2 separate regions of the Capra hircus genome follow, and region 2 is linked to region 1. A link is a contact called in public Hi-C data. All regions are on one chromosome and are shown on one strand. The core of a region is the stretch at or near the end of the contact, and the rest is flanking DNA. Distances in the headings are between cores, read along the strand shown.

What was found. A called contact is a pair of places that touch in the nucleus more often than the background predicts.
Region 2: a Hi-C map of blood shows a contact between it and region 1, with 1.9 times the contacts expected there. The contact joins the enhancer-like site here to the promoter of SMU1 in region 1. A contact is called at or near these places in 2 of 5 Hi-C or Micro-C datasets (both in blood).

Annotation. Positions count from the first base shown.
Region 1 is chr8:74,631,683-74,637,648 of ARS1.2, reverse strand. It overlaps SMU1 (WD40 repeat-containing protein SMU1), which reads left to right and starts at 3,521. Exons shown (of 12, transcript XM_005684052.3): 1 at 3,521-3,646. The coding sequence starts at 3,621.
Region 2 is chr8:74,701,163-74,707,698 of ARS1.2, reverse strand. All of the region lies in intron 1 of B4GALT1 (beta-1,4-galactosyltransferase 1), which reads left to right. Among named protein-coding and RNA genes, the nearest start is that of B4GALT1, 7.4 kb to the left of the region's middle. Within about 2 kb of position 2,323, at least 4 of the 5 cell types and tissues checked have an H3K27ac peak or open chromatin away from gene starts, as enhancers often do.

The DNA.
Region 1 (5,966 bases), core at 2,272-4,771:
GTGCTGCAAATTTAAAAAAATTGTACAGGATGGCAATAAAATATTTTTTAAAGTAATTTATATGAAATTCATTGATATATCTACATTTCATTTGACTCTACTAATTTAATGGGTGTATGGTTTCAAGTCTATTAAAAGAAGTCTCAAATCTCCCTTTACAGATTTGCATCTGGTTTCATTCTTTTTCCACTAATTGTACCACTGCTGTGAAACCATTTTCAACTAAATGCTTAGTTGGAAAAACAGGCTACAAATAATTTAGGTCTTTCCAAGAAATGAGTATGCAAATCCTGAGTCTCAAACTTTTCCTAATTAGATTAATTAAACTGTGTTTTGGCTTCAAAATCTTTCATTTATTTAAACTCAACAAACTTTTCCTGCAAATATCGCCTGGTTTGCAATGTATTAATTAGCCCTATCTTTTATTAATTTATTTAGTTTTAATTGGAGTATAATTACTTTACAACATTGTGTTGGTTTCTGTCATACATGAACAGGAATCAGCCATAGGTACACATATGAATTCCATAGGTATACATAGGAATTCCAGTTGAGCTATTTCAAATCCTAAAAGATGATGCTGTGAAAGTGCTGCACTCAATATGCCAGCAAATTTGGAAAACTCAGCAGTGGCCATAGGACTGGAAAAAGTCAATTTTCATTCCAATCCCAAAGAATGGCAATGCTAAGGAATGTTCAAACTACTGCGCAATAGCACTCATCTCACACACTAGCAAAGTAAGGCTCAAAATCCTCCAACCTAGGCATCAACAGTACATGAATCAAGAACTTCCAGATGTTCAAGCTGAATTTAGAAAAGGCAGAGGAACCAGAGATCAAATTGACAACATCCGTTGGATCATCAAAAAGCAAGAGAGTTCCAGAAAAACATCTATTTCTGCTTTATTGACTATGCCAAAGCCTTTGACTGTGTGGATCACAGCAAACTGAAAAATCCTGAAAGAGATGGGAATACCAGACCACCTGACCTGCCTCTTGAGAAATCTGTATGCAGGTCAGGAAGCAACAGTTAGAACTGGACATGGGACAACAGACTGGTTCCAAATAGGAAAAGGAGTATGTCAAGGCTGTATATTGTCACCCTGCTTATTTTAACTTATATGCATAGTACATCATGAGAAACGCTGGGCTGGATGAAACACAAACTGGAATCAAGATTGCTGGGAGAAATATCGATAACCTCAGATATGTAGATGACAGCACCCTCATGGCAGAAAGCGAAGAAGAACTAAAGAGCCTCTTGATGAAAGTGAAAGAGGAGAGCGAAAAAGCTGGCTTAAAGCTCAATATTCAGAAAACGAAGATCATGGCATCTGGTCCCATCACTTCAAGGCAAATATATGGGGAAACAATGGAAACAGTGACAGACTTTATTTTCTTGTGCTCCAAAATCACTGCAGATGTTGACCGCAGCCATGAAATTAAAAGACCCTTGCTCCTTGGAAGAAAAGCTATCACAAATCTAGACAGCCTATTAAAAAGCAGAGACATTACTGTGCTGACAAAGGTCATTCTAGTCAAGGCTATGGTTTTTCCAGTAGTCATGTACAGATGTGAGAGTTGTACCATAAAGAAAGCTGAGTGCCAAAGAATTGATGCCTTTTACATATATATAGTTAAATGTATTTTAATAGCAAACTTATGGGAACAGCACAGAAGACAGACAGCATTAAAAACATGTACTTGCACACAGGACAACTCAGAAAAGTATAGTGAATGGATGGAATCTACTGTATGATAAAAATGCTACAAACACCATTTAGTTGCAGTCAATAAGAAATTTTCTTGTTTTAAAAAAATCCAAATGCTGGCATTATCCAGAAAAATTTAGCAGGTTTATTTATAATTGTTATAAAGTTGAACTGCCGAAACTTGTTCACTGAAACATTTTGACTTTCATTAAGGCTTTATATTCCCGCATTTATGTTAAAAATTCTCACACAAATGAAAATGGAAAAACTGCCAATACCTGATTTCTGTCCCCTATTTTCCACTTGCAATCATATACTTAGGTACCTTTTGACCCCATGGGAAAAAAATATCTAACGTTCAGAACTACCAATAACAGGAAGAAGAGAATTTTTTTTTTTTAAAGAATGAAATGTTTCCCGTCATAGTGGATTCTTAAGCACGTTCTCCACGTATGCGGCATGCTAGCTGGATGTCTTTTGGCGTAATTGTTACACGTTTGGCATGGATAGCACACAGGTTGGTGTCTTCAAAAAGGCCAACCAGATAGGCCTCACTTGCCTGCTGTCAAGCACCAATAGCTGCACTCTGGTAGCGCAGATCTGTTTTGAAGTCCTGAGCAATTTCCCGCACCAGACGCTGGAAGGGAAGTTTGCTAATCAGAAGTTCAGTGGACTTCTGATAACGTCTAATTTCACGGAGTGTCCCAGTACCAAGTCTGTAACGATGTGGTTCATTCACGTCTCCAGTAGAGGGCGCACTCTTGAGAGCGGCTTTTGTAGCAAGTTGCTTCCTCGGTGCTTTACCACTGGTCGATTTGCCGGTAGTCTGCTTTGTACGAGCCACGGTATAGAGACCTCCTTACTTACCCACCTTCTCCTTCGGCTGGAGCTCCGCGAGCTAGAAGAGGCGCTGGCGTTGGAGAGCGACGGCGGCGCGGTGGTGGCTGCGAATATAATTCAGGATTGATGCTTTTGAACTGCGGTGTTGAAGACTCTTGAGAGTCCCTTGGTCTGCAAGATCAAACCAGTCAATCCTAGAGGAAATCGGTCCTTAATATTCATTAGAAGGATTGATGCTGAGGCTGAAGCTCCAATACTTTGGCCACCTGTTGTGAAGAACTGACTCACTAGAGAAGTTCTTGAGGCTGGTCTTGAGATTGAAGGCAGAGAAGAAGCGGACGACAGAGGATGAGATGGTTGGATGGCATCACCGACTTGATGGACATGAGTTTGAGCAAGCTCTGGAAATTGGTGATGGACAAGGAAGCCTGGCATGCAGCAGTCCATGGGGTTGCAGAGTCAGATACGACTGAGCAACTGAACTGAACTGATACATACGTCCCCTCCCTCTTGAATCTCCCTCCGACTTCCCACCCCATCCCACCCATCTAGGTTGTCACAGAGCACTGGGTTGAGCTCCCTGAGTCATACAGCAAATTCCCACTAGCTATCTATTTTGTTTATGGTAATATACATGATTCTCCTGTACTCTCAATTCATCCCACCCTCTCCTTCCCCCACTCTGTCCACAAGTCTGTTCTCTATGTCTGTCAGCCCTATCTTTAAATCTAAACTAACTAAAAATTTTAAAGGCAACATTTAGAAACCAGTCCTTTAAGAACGACTCTTTCTTTAGAGAGAATTAAGAATTCTCTGGACCAGGCACTTAGGTTCAGACTTCTGAAACGCCCTCGAAGCTCCGCCCTGCACAGCCCTGCGTGCAAGCCCCGCCCAGCACTGCCCCGCCCCACACGTAGTCCTGGCTCCTCTTCCGTACACACCGTCTCCGGAGCGAGGGGGCTCGACGTCGAGCGGAAGTGACGTACGTGAGTCGCCGGAGGTGGCGTTGGTGCGTTGCGCGGCTGGGCCTGAGAGTGGAGTGGAGCCTGCGCCCGGAAAGACAGCGCTATGTCGATCGAAATCGAGTCCTCCGAGTGAGTCTCGTGGTGTCGGATGTTCGCGAAGTGGCCGGGCCGGGAGTCGATGAGTTGAGGGGTAGAAGCTGCTCGAGGGAGGCGTCCCAGAGGTTGGGAGTGGAGGGGTATTTACTTCCCCACAAAGAAGCTTTTGGGATCTGACTGCTTCAGGGGCGGGCCCGCAAGAAAGTAGCGAACGGAAAGCCCAAAGCCTGGTGGAAGGCGGCGCGGGGCTAGGGGTAGGACGTGCCTGCAAAACCTGAGTTCTAGCCCTCGCCGACTCCTGATGCGCCCTGGGACTGAACAGATTAGCCATCCAGTCAGGACTCCGGTCTCATCTGCACAAGGGGGCTGCACTCTTAGCCTTCCCTCTCTTCCTGCCCCCATTGAGCACGGTGGTTTGTTTCCTCCCCTGTGCTTACACGGCCCTCTGTTTTTTTCTGCCTAGCTCTTAATCTGGTATTGTCACCGTTTGCCCACCCTTCTAGCCTATGTCGGCGCCTAGGGGCTGCTTTTCATCACAGTCTCAGTTCCTAGTACATCGTAGAGGCTCAGTAATTGTCTTTGGAATGAAAGCTGCTTTTTTTATCAGGTTCCGTGTGGCGCTGAATTTTGGTTGGCCCGTGAGCTTTGTGTAGCCGCAAGGGAGGGACAGAATGTGGAAATTGGGCCAGGAGAATGATAGATTTGGGGGAGAGGGGTACTAATGAGTGACTGAAGAAAGTGTTCAGTGAACTTTTCCAGGACTCCATCCTCTACTTGCTCTTGCCAACGCTTAATAATTAAATCGGCAGATTTTACATTTGCGTCATGAGTGTAAGGGAGGGATCTGCCATAGGAGGAAGGGAGGTTTATTCATTCAGAAAATATTGAAGTCTGTTGTGTACCTGCTCTAGCCCTGGGAATATGGTAGTGAATGAGGCAGACCAAAGTCCTTGCCCTTACAGAAAGGAAGGAAAACAGCAGTAAGTAAAATAGGCTTACAGATGGTGGTAAGTGTTGTGGAGAAAAGTAAAACGAAGGATGATGGAGAGTGCTGGCGATGAAGACAGCTAGGAGTTGGCAGGAGTTGGAAAGCATTCCATACTTCAGACCCTGAATCAAAAATGGGAACAGATCATTCTCCCAGCCCTGAGCTGCTGCATGTTTTTTATTATCAGTAATTGCTGTGTTTATTAAGTATTTTCTCTGTTAGTCACGCTGTAAGCAGTGTCATCTTCTCTTTGATCAGCCCTACAGACTGATCTGTATACCCTACAGACTGATCTGTATACCCTACAGAGTAGGTATTTTTATTAACAGATGAGGAAATAGGCAAAGAGACGTTAACTGACTTGTCCAAAGTCACAGTAAGTGCAGAGCTCTGATTCAAGTCCCAATCTCTGATTCAAATCTCCAAAACTTTTAACTCTTATGTATTACACAAAGAAGAAAGTGAATTTGATTTTGGCTCTAGAAAATACGAGTTCTTTGCAAGCATGGTGTCTCATTTGCGGAGTATAAATGGAAGTGTGCTGTTGGGAACAGTGTGGTGCTAGAACGGCAGGGATCCAAGCTGGGGTCTCTTAACGGGCCCATGAAAGAAAAGACCACTGTGAGTAGCAGTATTCAGTTCCCTTCTGCAAGAACTGTTTTTAAGAAGAGGGGGTTTGCTCTCCTATCCGGGCTATTGGAAGGACTGATGCTGCAGCTCCAATACTTTGGCCACCTATGGAAAGAGCTGACTCATTAGAAAAGACTCTGGTGCTGAGAAGGATTGAAGGCAGGAGGTGGAAGGGATGAGAGAGGGCAAGGTGGTTGGATGGCATCACTGACTCAATGGGCATGAGTTTGGCAAGCTCCAGGAGAAGGTGAAAGACAGGGAAGCCTGGTGTGCTGCAGTCCACGGGTTCACAGCGTCAGACACGACCGAGTGACTGACAACAACAAAATATGCTCACATGCCACACTGCCCGTTTGAATCTTCCTTTTTCCACTTAGCTCTGTTTCCTGGCCAAATCCTCATCTGTAAAATGGACCTAAGAGTAAATGCCATCCTCATAGGGTTGTTTTGAGGAGTAGCTGAGTCGGAAATGCTTAGAACAGTACCTGATATATTGTGAACACTGGCCAAGTAAACATTGGTCATTGTTTTTTGATTATTGTTTCTCTCCTGGGAAAGAGAATAGACTAAATTCCAATTTGAAATCTCTTCCAGTCTGGACAGTGTGACCCCTGATACTCATGCTGTCCGGTAGAAGTATGCATGAGCCATATGTGTACTTCAAAGGCAAGAGAAGAACTGTAGTATAGCAATGTACATGAATTTTTACTGTCTATATGAGAAATTATTCACCAG
Region 2 (6,536 bases), core at 1,074-3,573, 71 kb before region 1:
CAGCCAAGCCTCTGCCATGGTCTGTGCCCTTGGCAGAACAGAGCACGTGCTGGGCATCTCCCTAGCTCTTAGCTCCCAGGTGTTTCCCCAGCAGCACAGTTCCCACTCCCCTGACTCTCCCATCATCACACATGGGACATAGTGTATCTAGAGGACATGTGGCCTCCGCTCGGGAAAGGGCTGTCTCTCTCCTTTGGGGATGAGTCCTGGAGCCTCGTAACCTTCTAGCTTGGGGTGGAGCCTCATCCTGGGGCCTGGGGAGGCACCTGGAACTTCCCCTGTGTCCAGACCTTTAAGCTTTGGGAGGTTCGGTAACAGTCTTTTAAACCAGTTTTGTCCTGTTGCTTTTCCTGGGGAAAATAATTTCCTAACATACGCATAGACTTGCTTTCTTGTTTGACAGTCTGAAAAGGAGAAATACCCTCCATGACTTTTTGGCTCACTATTTTCCACGCAGCCTGATGGTCGCAGAAGTATATCCTGCCTGTTATAATTTGACCCAGATTCTAAGAAAGCACATGGGTGCCTCCACCTGATGAACCGGGTGAAAGTTCCATGGATTACAGGGTGCCCGAGCCAGGCATAAGATGGGACTCAAACTGAGGCATCCTGGAACCACAGCATCCCAGGATGGGTCTCCAGTTTCCCGACCCCTGTCATGCCCTGTGCTAAAGGGGGAAGGATCTTGCCTTAGGCCACTGAGTCAGGCAGTAGCCAGCTGGGGCTAGAAAAAGTGATATCCTGCTTCCCAGTCTAATGCTTTTCCTTAAAAGTTATTGCCCAGTAGACCCTTAGTACAGAGGCTCAGGGCAGCTTAATGTGGCCTTGAGTTTGGGAAGATCCCTGCTAGGTTTACAGGTGGGTCCATCTGAGAGGTCTGATATGGTAACAGTTTGTCTGGATTTGACCAGTGTGCCTGTTCCTAGGCCGAGTGCTAGAGCTATGGAGAGTGAGACGACAAAATGCCTCCTCTTTTGGAACTCACAATTTAGGCAGAGGTACATGTGCTAAATCACTTCAGTTGTGTCCAACACTTTGTGACCCTATGGGTCGTAGCCCTCTAGGTTCCTCTGTCCTTGGGATTCTCCAGGCAACAATACTGGAGTGGGTTGCCTTGCCGTCCTCCAGGGGATCTTAGCAACCTAGGGATTGAACCCGCGTCTCTTATATCTCATGCATTGCAGGCAGATTCTTTATCGTGGAGCCGCCTGAAAAGCCCCTTTAGGCAGAGGAGGCATAATTAAACCATACTGATATCACTTAGGGAAGCCACAGTGTGTCCAAGCATTTCAGTCTTTCTGCCTCCCTGTCCATCTCCTTTCCTTCCTTCCTTTCTTCTTTCTTTCTCTTATTCAGAAACCCAGAGCTGGGACCAAAGTTTTCCAGTCCTGGTTTTATCTGATTGTGTGAAAATGTTCCTCTAATTTCTGAAGCCTTGCATTAGCTCTGCTCCGTAATCTTTAACTTGCTGCTTTATAATGACTATAATGATACATCAGTGGCCGTATGGTTGGATATTATGGTCTTTGATTAGCAGCAGAGTAGGGGTTTCCAGGCTGGGACTAGACAAATTTATGGTTTGGGGAAGACAAAACAGTTAATCCCGGATCTTCCGTGGATTCCAGCCTGGGGACCCTCTGGATCCTGGGGGCAGGGCCAGGAGTCTCATCCCCTTCAGGCTCAGCTGGGCTCTGGCCAGTGTGTGAAGGGGGCCCAGGCATCCTGTGGTCAAGTCAGACCTGGTGATTTCTTCACTGACCCCCTTCCACCTTGCCTCCTGTGCCTGACTTCCTGATCAGCGTTCATGAAGTGGAGATGGAAATTCTGCTTGAAGCCGCATCCACCTGGCAATTGCAATTCTTCTTATCTGGTTAAGCAGCATTCCAGTTGTTTTAGGACAGTGGTTCTCCCTAGAGCTAACTCCCTCGAGGATCTTTTTACCTTTGCCTCTAGCACTGCCCATGTGGGCCAGGTGATGAGATCACTGTAAGCCAGACCCTGACATCTGAGGAGCTAACAGGGCGTGCAAATTGGATTCGGTGACATCCACAGGGTTCCACCTGTCCCTTAACTTGGTGAGGGACCGTGGCTGTGATTGCAAAAGCCTCCGTTGTGGGGCCTCTCTGTTTACCTGGGCCTGCGCAGTCACTGGCCAAGGAGAGAGATCTTTGATCATGTTCTAAAGGCCAGACCTCCAAGTTGGAAGGTCGTGGTGGCCTGAAGGACAGGGGACAGGGCCTGGCAAGAAGCTGGTTCTGGGTGAACGTGGCCTAAAGGGATTCGTCCTTAGGAGGCAGAAGGGCTGAGTCACACGCTGAGTGTTTCAGGTTCCACTTTTCAGCCTGGCCCTGCCCGCCCCTTCCCTGTACAAATGCAGGCTAGGGGCTGTATTATTGGCTGTTGCTGAATTCTTTGGCAGGGATTTTAATGTCTGGTCTGGGTGTGTAACGTAGCTGCTTCTCTTTCCCCCTGCGCCTCTCCAAACCCCTCACAAAGCTCAGAGAGAGAGAGAGGAGGAGAATTTGTCTCACTAGGATACCAGAGGCCAGGGCCGTGGGTCTTGGCTTTGCCTGTTTTTTCTCTTTGAAGAGCGAGTAATCTTTTTTCCTCTTTTTTGTGAAAGGTAATGCAGGCTCATTGAAAAATATTTGAGAAGTTAAAAGAGGTTGAAAAGCACATGTATATTCCTGTACCTAGACCAGGCATGTTGGCAAAGTTTGTCTTGTACATGTTTAAAAATTTAGCTGATAAATTTTTACAAATGGACAGATAGATTGGTATAGATAGATCTAGATAGCCTGATGGCCAGGATTTTTTCACTTAACATCACGGGCTTGGTCCTATACCTTTAAAAACAACAAAGGGTATAACTTTTATTTTTCAACTGTTGCTGAACACATACAGTTTTTTCTTAGTGGTTTGGTGAGGCTCATGCATAAAACTTTACATACTTTTTGGATTGTTTCCAAAGTAGAGTTTTTTGAAAAGGAAGAAAAGGGGATGAACACTTTTTGAAAAGGGCTTGGTTTTTAAACTATTCTTACTAAAGGATAGACTCGTTGAGAATTTCAAGTTTGCTTAGTGGTGGCAGATGTGTACCACTTACTGCTGAATAAAGGCTGTGTCTAGAACTCTGATTAAAAACTAGGTGCAAGGAAGTAAGTGCCTGGGGTGGGGGCAAGGGGCCAGGCTGCAGGATGACTCTGTGGTGGGCGTGATGTCCTAGGAGTCCACTTCCTCAGTAATATCTCCATCTGTCTCCTTAGCAGCCAAGTCCCTGGACTGGGCTTACGGGCCTAGTGGCCCTGGGGTGATGGTGCTGGGTGAGCACCAGTTAGCTAACCCAGTTCCGGTGACATGACTGAGATAGGACTGTGTCTGCAAGAGGTGTGGGAACAAACTAGTGAACCAGCGCAGCTCTCCCACCTCCCCTCTCCAGAGGGTCCTGAGATCTGAGAGGGGCCAGGAAACGAGAATCTATAGGTTCCCACAAAGTCCTGTCAGGAGAAGCCTCGGAGACCAGCAGAGCTTGGCACTCAGGCTCTTTGCAAGGTGTCTGCTTTGAAGTCAGTCGACTTTGAATGTCCTCTCTGGAGCTAAATTCTCCTTCTGAGGCACACTTTGGATTTGGGACTTTGCCCAGGGTCATTTGGCACAGAGCCCGGCTATCGAAGGGGAGGCTGCACTGAGGGAAGGGCAGGGTTGTGTCAGACCAGTGTGACCACCAGGGTGTGAGGTCAGGCTCCTTCCTGCCCCACCACATGGGTCTCCAGGTCACGGGGAGGCACCCTGGCAGAAGATTCAGTGACTGCCTGACCTCATGACAGGTTGCGTTCTGAAAATGCCTTTAAACATTTCTTTAAAAGTTTCCTCCTGTTTTGCATACCGTCCTTTTGCCTTTGACTTCCTGAAATGGCAGCTCTGCCGTTGTGTTTCAGGATACTGTCTGCTTGAAAAAACAGGAAAGGACTGCCAGTTAGGGCGGACCCAGGGTAACTGGTATTGTGTTATAGAAGGCTCGGACACTGGCGTGGAGATGTTGGGTAGCTCTTGGCATTCAAATGAGCACCTTAGGTGGCATGGCAGGGTCCCTGCCTGTCTCAGAATGGGCAGCCTTGAGTACTTAACCCCAAAGGCAGGAGGCCCCCTGCCCAAGAAGAGGATGAGTGGGGACTCCTTTGCTTATTCAGCAAATACGCTCTGTGAAGCACAGGAGATAGACGTGAACAAAGGCTGGGCCCCACCCCGGGGGCATCCCTCAGCAGTGGACAGACCCTGACAAAGATAAGACGAAGCACAGGTGCTCCCAGGGCACTGAGAAGGTGCAGGGAGCCGGATGGGCGGTCTGGGCCAGGGTTGGAGTCAAAACGAAGGTCTCTCAGCATGTTGAACAGTCTCCCTGGTTGGGAAGGGCAGGGGTCTGCTGCCTGTTGTCATCTCTAGTTGCTCTCATACAGGGAGGGTGCCATAACCAAAGTCTCAGCTGTGGCAGGCCGTCCCCAGCAGGGCAGAAGAGGACAGGAAGTTGAGGCACGGTGCAGGGAAAATGATAAAAGAGAGAGAAGGCCATGCAGCTGGAGTGTGTGGACAAGGGCAGGCCTAGGAAGCTAGACTGAGAGCCCAGAGCAAGGAAGCAGAAGGGGAGAGGTGCAGAAAAAGGTGCTTGTGGTCTGAAGAGTGGCAGGAGTGTGGGGTGTTCAAGGGCCTCTGGAGCAAGGATTCGGAATTCTGGTTCTTCTAGCTTATATCATTGTGAACAAATCCTGACTGCCTTGGTCCCTTCTCCCCTCTCTGAAGTGTGTGTGCTAAGTTGCGTCACTCATGTCCAACTCTGTGACTCTATGGATTATAACCTGCCAGGCTCTTCTGTCCATGGGGATTCTGCAGGAAAGAATACTGGAATGGGTTGCCATGCCCTCCTCCAAGGGATCTTCCCGACCCAGGGATTGAACCCGAGTCTCTTACATCTCCTGCATTGGCAGGTGGGTTCTTTACCACTAGCGCCACCTGGGAAGCCCACCTGTTGGTCCTTAGTGCGCTTCTTCCTCTTCCTCCCGGAGTCTGGATTTGTAGGGGGAGCCCTGGTTCTATGTGCCACGTGACCCCCCTGTGGGAGCTCCTAAGGGGCTCACTTCCCACCCCTGAGGGGTCTTGTGCTGAGGCTTCTGTTGAGGACTCTGTCATCTCTATCTAAGCAGGCATAAAGCTTTTAGGTGGGTGACCTTTGAAATGGCACGGGCAGTATTTCTTTCCATCATGCTGGTTAGCTGTGTGCTTTGGGAAAGTTGTCATCCTCTCTGTACCTGTAAAATGGGGATAATAAAAGAATCTACCTCATGGATGCTGTGAAGTTAGTAGGCACAAAAGGGCTTGAAGCAGTGCCTAACACAGAGTAAGCTCTAAATACATGTTCTCTCTTACTGGTAGCACTGTTAGTGGCTCAGTTGTGTCCGACTCTCTGTGACCCCATGGACTGTAGCCCCTCCAGGCTCCTCCTTCCATGGAATTTTCCAGGCAGAAATACTGGAGTGGGTAGCCATCTCCTTCTCCAGGAAATCTTCCCAACCCATGGATCAAACCTGGGTCTCCCACATTGCAGGTGGATTCTTTACTGTCTGAGCCACCAGATAGATATAGATATGTTATCTTTTATTGGTAGTGCTAATAGTTCTTATTTGTGAAGATTTTGGCTTTTACTTTGTAAAATTTCTCCTTCTCTTCTTCCTCCTCCTAGTCATCTTCTTCCTCTTGCTCTCTTTCCCCTCCTCTTCCTTCTCCTGCTTCTTTTCCTTCTTCTTCAATTGAAAGTGCAGTGTCGCCACATTCACTGTTTAAATATGCATAATTCTACTCCTTCCCATTGTAGTAAAACCATACATCTACTGGCATGCTTTCCAGATGCATACATACTTTACTCTGTTGCAACCATAGTGGGAACCGTTTTGCCTTCTACTATATTTGTTCAGCATTATCTTATAAACTATTGCTTATGTTACCCGAATTATCTTTTGTGGCTCCTTTCTGAAATCCTTAGGGCTTATTCCCTTAAGGTCCAGTATCCCGTGTTTCCCCATCATAGATCATCTTTGCTGCATGTTGCTTCTTGTTTCAGTTGAATTATTTCCTGGGGATAAATTCCTAGAGGGGAATTTCTAGGCCAGAAGATATGGCCATCTTTACGGCACTGGTTCACACTGCTATTGTGCTTTCCAGTAGGGTTGGAATAATCCACAGACCCTAAATTCTATTGGGTTGGCCAAAAAGTTGGAGTAAGATGGTATGGAAAAACCCAAATGAACTTTTTGGCTGGCTCAGTAAATTCCTGGGCTGGGGCTTCCCTGGTGGCTCAGATGGTAGAGAATCTGCCTGCAATGTGGGAGACCCAGGTTTGATCCCTGGGTCAGGAAGACCCCCTGGAGAAGGGAATGGCAACCTACTCTGGTATTCTCACCTGGAGAATCCCATGGACAGAGGAGCCTGGTGGGCTACAGTCCAGGGGGCCGCGAAGAGTCAAACATTACTGAGCCACTAACACT